Regions from separate parts of the Mus musculus genome. Here region 2 is linked to region 1. Evidence: chromatin contacts called from public HiChIP or PLAC-seq data. All regions are on one chromosome and are shown on one strand. The core of a region is the stretch at or near the end of the contact, and the rest is flanking DNA. Distances in the headings are between cores, read along the strand shown.

Region 1 (2,792 bases), core at 203-2,702:
TGCTGCTTATCAAAAAGGATCCTAAAGTTTAGAATGGACTCGGTGTCTTGGCTCGCAGGTTCCCTCACGGGTTGATTTCCCAAGATCTCCCCATCCTCACCTCGATCCTCAGTTCCTTCTTCTGGCGCTGTAACTCCTTCACCCGCTGCTCCATCAGAGCCACGCGAGTCAGTGCCTCCAGCTGCTGTCCTCGCAGCCGCCGCGCTGCCCCCCGCAGCTCTTCCCCAGAAGGGAGGCATGGGGAAGGTGTGGCTGGAATCTGCGCGGCAGGCGTAGCCTCGGGCTGAAATTAGAGAGGGTGTGATGAGAACAAGTCTCGCCCCCCTCAAGTCACCAAACAGGTCTGGTCCCACCCCAGTAGTGCCTCTGGGGGTCATGAGCTGCCAAGTTCAACTACTTCCTTTCGGGTCCGAATGGAAGACCGTGAAGCGGGGAAGCCGGCAGGTTCTGAACCCATCATACAAAGCCACTATGCTCTGAAGCTGAACTAGCAGAGCTTGCTTCCTTTTCTTTCCTTCCTTCCTTCCTTCCTTTCTTTTTTCTTTCTTCCTCATTTCTTCCCTCCTTTCCTTTTCTTCTTTTCCTTTTTCCTTTCTCCCTTCTCTCTCCTTTTCTTTTTTCTTCCTCCATTTCTTCCTCTATTCTTTCTTTTTTTTTCTTCCTTCCTTCCTTCCTTTCCTTCTTTCTTTTTTGTACCTGAATGCTAGTGGAAATCAGAAGATTCTTGCCTTACATCAATGAGGGTTCTGGGGATCGAACCCAGGTCGTCAGATTTGACAGCAAGTGTCTTTGTACACGATGAGCTCATCTGTCCCTGAGTCTCAACCTCTTGGGATCTCTTTCTCAGAGTCCCTGGATCGCTCTTCTTCCCCCCACCCCCACCCCCGTCCCTCTCTCTGACTTAGACTCTTCTATGTTGGCATTTCTTTTTGTTTCTCTTCTGGGTCTGTGTGTCTTCCCTGTGTCTCTCTTTTAGGTCTATGTCTCACTCCCTGTGTCTCTGTCGTATCTAGTTTCTATGTTTCTACCCGAGTCTCTCTGGCTTCAAATCCAACTTTGTCTAACAGGGTGTTTCTGCCTGTCTATGGGTACTCTCCTTGACTCTGGGTCTCTGTCTAGTCTCTCTCTTTATGTTCTTCTGTGTCGTCTTGGGTGTCTGTCTGTCCGTCTGGACAGCCCCCCCGGGGGGATGATCCCTCACCTCTTCGCGGCAGCTCTCGGTGCTGCTACCTTCTTCCACTTCTTCCTCTTCCTCGGCCTGCCGCCCAGCTCCGGGGCAACTTGGAAGCTCCGCTGGGACTTCGGGCTCCTTGTGCTCTTTGGGATCCTCGGGGTGCCCCTGAGGCTGCACAGCCCCTTGAGGCTGGACCTCGACGGCGCATTCCGAAACCTTTGGAGACGAGGAGCCCTCCTCTAGGGTGCTGGGTGTCCCCATGGCCGCTTCGGATTCCTGTGGTGTGGGCGTGGTCAGTTTCAGAGGCGTGGTCTGATGTTTGTGGGCGTGGTCTAGAGCGCGTTGAGCTTGCCCAGAGGGCGGAACCTAAAGGTTCAGAGACCAGCTCTGAACATTCCGCGGGCGTAGATTTCCTGGGGACCCGCTCGCGACTGGGGAGAGGCTGTCGGCTCCGAAGGTGACACACACACCTAGAGGTGGGAAGAGAATTTGAGTCCGGGGTCCTAACGCTCCCCGTGCTGGGGCGTCGCACGCTGAGCCTTCCCTTTGCTCCATGTGTCATCCCTGAGCCCCTTCTGCAGCCCTCTCCAGTTTCCCGGATTGCCTCCAAGAGATTCCATCTCCTCTACCCTCTCGGGACTAGCCCGGCTCTCCTCCTTGGAGCTCCACAGTTGGGTCCCGAACCACCTGTAAGGAATCAGCGTCCGAGGCTCCTCACCCCAAGATCCAGAACTCGGGGCTGGCAATGTCTACCTCTCCGGATATGCCTGGGGCCCCAACGCCTCCGTTCCTTCCCGGGAGGAGGTCCTCGTAGGTCGTCAACCTTCTTTCTGGCTCTGCACTGGGCACTGCCGCTCCTGCGGCTAAACAGGTGGCTGGAAGGAGGGAGGAGAGAGAGGCCGCCCCGTCCCCCTCCCCAGCAGCCCGGAAGTGGAGGGGGGGACAACAGGTCCGACAGCTCTCCTGGGAGGAGGGAGCCAGCAGCCTGCCCCGCCCGCAGCCCAGGCACCCAGCCATCCCGGCCCCTCCAGCCCCACCCAGAGAGAGCCCAGCGCCCAGACCTCCCACTCAGCCTCCGGTGCCCCTGGAGGGCCGGGCTTCTTAGCCACCTGCATACAGCAGCCTCCCTAAGGCCGAAGCCTAGGAAATCCTCAAAGGAAGATAGGAATGAAGATGGGGGCCTCTCCCCTCTAATAAGCCCTTTGGAAGGGCCCTGACCGGTTTAGGGAGCCGGACAAGGGGAGGGGGTATCCCGGGCTGAGTCAGCGATCTGCCCAGAGACAGAGTGTGCCCCACGCGCACACAGTTTACTATGGGGTGGGGCACAGAGGTTAAAGGTCACAGCCAGACCCTTTCCTCTCTGGGCAGAAACAGGAAAATATCTGGTATGCAAAACCCGACTGTTAGACATCAAGAGCTGTGCAAAACATTTGACACACCTCAGTGTCATACCACACCACAGCCCATAGAAAAAAAGAGATCGACCGTCTCCATTGTACAGTTGTGGGGACCGAGGCTGAAGGAAACAAATACACCTAGGATCTACAAGCATTCTAAATGACTTTTTTAAAATTATTATTACTTGTGTATGTGAAAGATAGTGCAGGTATGTAAGTGG
Region 2 (2,792 bases), core at 193-2,692, 390 kb before region 1:
CCCCACCCCTGTCTTCTACCAGCATCCCCAGAGAGAGTCTAAAATGTTCCCATGAGCAAAATGTTGTCAAGGTGGGCATGGGAGACTGACTCCTCAGGCTCGGATGAGGAGGATAATGGGTGCTGTGTGTGAGAGGCAGGCCTGAGAGCATGGACAAGCAGGAGGCGGGACACAAGCGCATCCTTTTATACACACGGGGATGTGGGTGTGGTGTGTGGGTAGGAGCATTGGGATATGTTTGAAGGTGCAACAAACTCCTGCATCATGACAGCGCAGTAATGTAGGATGTGTGAGATGGTCTCTCGTGGCTGAGTTCTGAATGACTCTGTTATGTGTGAGTGTGTGCACTTTTTTGCCTGTCATTCACAGCAGTTATCTGGCCTGTTTGTACAGCAAGCCTTTTCTCATGCCCCAAACACACCGGGGTATGTGCAAGTGTGTTTGATGGTATTGTATGTTTGTGCGCCAGTGGCCACAGAGGCCTCTGTGAGTGTCTGGAGGAAATGTGGGTCTTATGCTTGCGCAATGGTGCTAAGTGAAGCAATCTCTTGGCTCTCTGTGTGAGATGGTGCAAGGTCAGCTGTGGTGCAGTGTGTGATGGGAGTCTGTGAGGTGGTGTTCTGAGGGCGTGGGCTCTCCACAGCACTTCCGCATCGTGACTGGGTTTCTCTTGTGGTGTGATGGGTGTGAGCTCTTTATAGATTCTCCTTTGGCTGGTTTTTGAGCCTCTGGTTGAAAGATCATGGTGGTGGTGGTGGTGGTGGTGGTGTGTGTGTGGTGTGACTGGGATGTGGTTGAGAGCCTTTGGTGGTACACGTGGAGGTGATGGTGGTACCTGCATGGTGGGGGCATTTCCAGGCCCCCTGGTATGTTCTTGTGGCTTTGTGTCTCCTTTGTGCTGTGTGTGGTGATGCATCTTTGGTAGTTCAGTCATGGGGACACAGTGCAGAGGATATTAGGACCCCCTCCCACCTCCGCAACACCCCTCCACATGTCTCCCCATCAGGCATTATCTTCTTCCTGAACAGTGTCAAACATAGACTCCTGGGGTCCCTTCTACATACTGCAAGATGGTGGCACTCTGGGGCCCTGCATTACTGCAATTCACTGGGCCTTTCCTCCCACCCTGTATCTACCCCACTCCCAGAAGGAGGCAGATTCCAGGGTGCCTCACCCTCAAAGCCTCGGTCCCTAAGATACCTCCCTATATTGAGGGGGGGTCTCTGAGTCCCCACCCTGGGGATGTCCGGGATCACCCCCCCCCCCCGCACTGTGCTCAGCTTCTCAGTGGCCGCCACTTTGCAGAAACAAGGTTGGAGCGGTGAGGGGGGGAAGGGGGAGTACAGCTGCAGTACTGGGGGCCGGGCCGCAAGCTGTCCGTCTGCTCAGTACTGCTCCTGATTGGCCGGAGCCGCCTCCCCCCGCGGGCGCGGGCATATGAGGAGGCGGAGGCCCCGGCCGCCGCAGCCTCTGTGCGGTGGGACCCACGGACCGACAGACGCACGCTCCCACCGCGGCGCGGGCGCTGCAGAGGCCCCCAGCCCGAGCCCGCGCCTGAGCCCATCCTGCGGCCACCGCTCATCAGTCTGAACGCCGCTCTTCCCGCGGAGCCGCCAAGATGGGGGTAGGTGCAGGGGTCGGCTGGACTCTGTGTGCGTGACATCGTGTCCAGTGACTTTGGCTGTGTGCCGGAGTTGGGGTCTCCTGCCCTCCTGAGCCCTGGGGCCGAGTCTGCGGGGACCCGGGAGCCGGCTGACCTGACTAGTTTGTGTGGCTGGGAAAGTGGGCTATTGAGTCGAAGGGGGAATCTGTGGCGCATGTTGGAGGCTTTGTCCACGGGGGGGCGGAGGGCTGGCCCTTAGCATCTCGGTTTGACCTTGTGCGGTTGCTCGTGTGCCCCTTGCATGAGTGTGGCGGCACGAGTGCAAATGCTTGAGGGCGAATGTGTGTGCGCGTGCTTCCGGCTTAATTAATGCAGCCCTAACAGGGTCTGCAGCCATCTGTGCACCCCCTCCCATCTCAAAGCCCGCTACCTGTCTGGGTGTGTCTGAGAGCTATGCCAGTGTTTAGGGGTCATCAAGACCCCATCCCCTCCCCTGGTTCAATGGAGACAGATACAGGTTATGAGTTAGACATAAGATGACCTCTCTTTCTCCTTGCAGACCTGGATAAGGGTGATCTGCAGTGACAGACCTGGGGCTGCAGAGGTTTCGCAGCCCCTAATCTGGGGGGGGGGGGGCGCGTACAGACATGAGGGCTGGGAAGAGGGGGAGGAGCAGGAGATGGCTGGCAGACAAGTGCCTGGCTGAGGGTGTGCAAGCACAGCCGTGTGGTGGGGGTGGGGGGAGCTCGCATGCCTGCTATGTCCTTGCCTCCGTGTCCGTGTGTCCTTCTCTGTCTGTGCATCTCTCCAGCAGATGCAGCCTCCTTCCTTGACCGACCACTTGACCCCTGCAGCAGCTCTGGATTCCTCCCTGTGTGTCTGGGGTGGGGCTTGGGGAGGGCTGTCAGAGAAGGAAGTGGATGGATTGGGGGGACCCCTCCCCGGGTAAAGAGAAAGGGGTCAGCATGGGGAGCCAAAGGGAACATGAACGGTGGGGAGAAAGATGGCGGATGAAGGGCCTACGGATGAAGATGGGGGATGGAACTGCAGATCTGTGGGCTGGGTGGGTGAGGGGGGATGGGAGGGAGGGCTAGATGGGGGAGGGTTAGGAGAGAAAGGGGGAAGTGAGAGTCAGTGATGGCTTTCAGGTAAGTGGAATGAAGTGGGGGGGGTACGGATGGTTGGGAGA

The links. HiChIP or PLAC-seq counts read pairs in DNA pulled down with a chosen protein or histone mark.
Region 2: an H3K4me3 HiChIP or PLAC-seq map of embryonic stem cells shows a contact between it and region 1, with 2.2 times the contacts expected there. The contact joins the promoter of Atp1a3 here to the promoter of Phldb3 in region 1. A contact is called at or near these places in 2 of 115 datasets of contacts at active chromatin or transcription factors (embryonic stem cells and stem cell-derived neural progenitor cells).

The regions. Positions count from the first base shown.
Region 1 is chr7:24,609,988-24,612,779 of GRCm38.p6, reverse strand. It overlaps Phldb3 (pleckstrin homology like domain, family B, member 3), which reads right to left and starts at 1,452. Exons shown (of 15, transcript NM_001102613.1): 1 at 1,202-1,452; 2 at 101-283. The coding sequence starts at 1,435.
Region 2 is chr7:25,004,587-25,007,378 of GRCm38.p6, reverse strand. It overlaps Atp1a3 (ATPase, Na+/K+ transporting, alpha 3 polypeptide), which reads left to right and starts at 1,442. Exons shown (of 23, transcript NM_001290469.1): 1 at 1,442-1,624. The coding sequence starts at 1,619.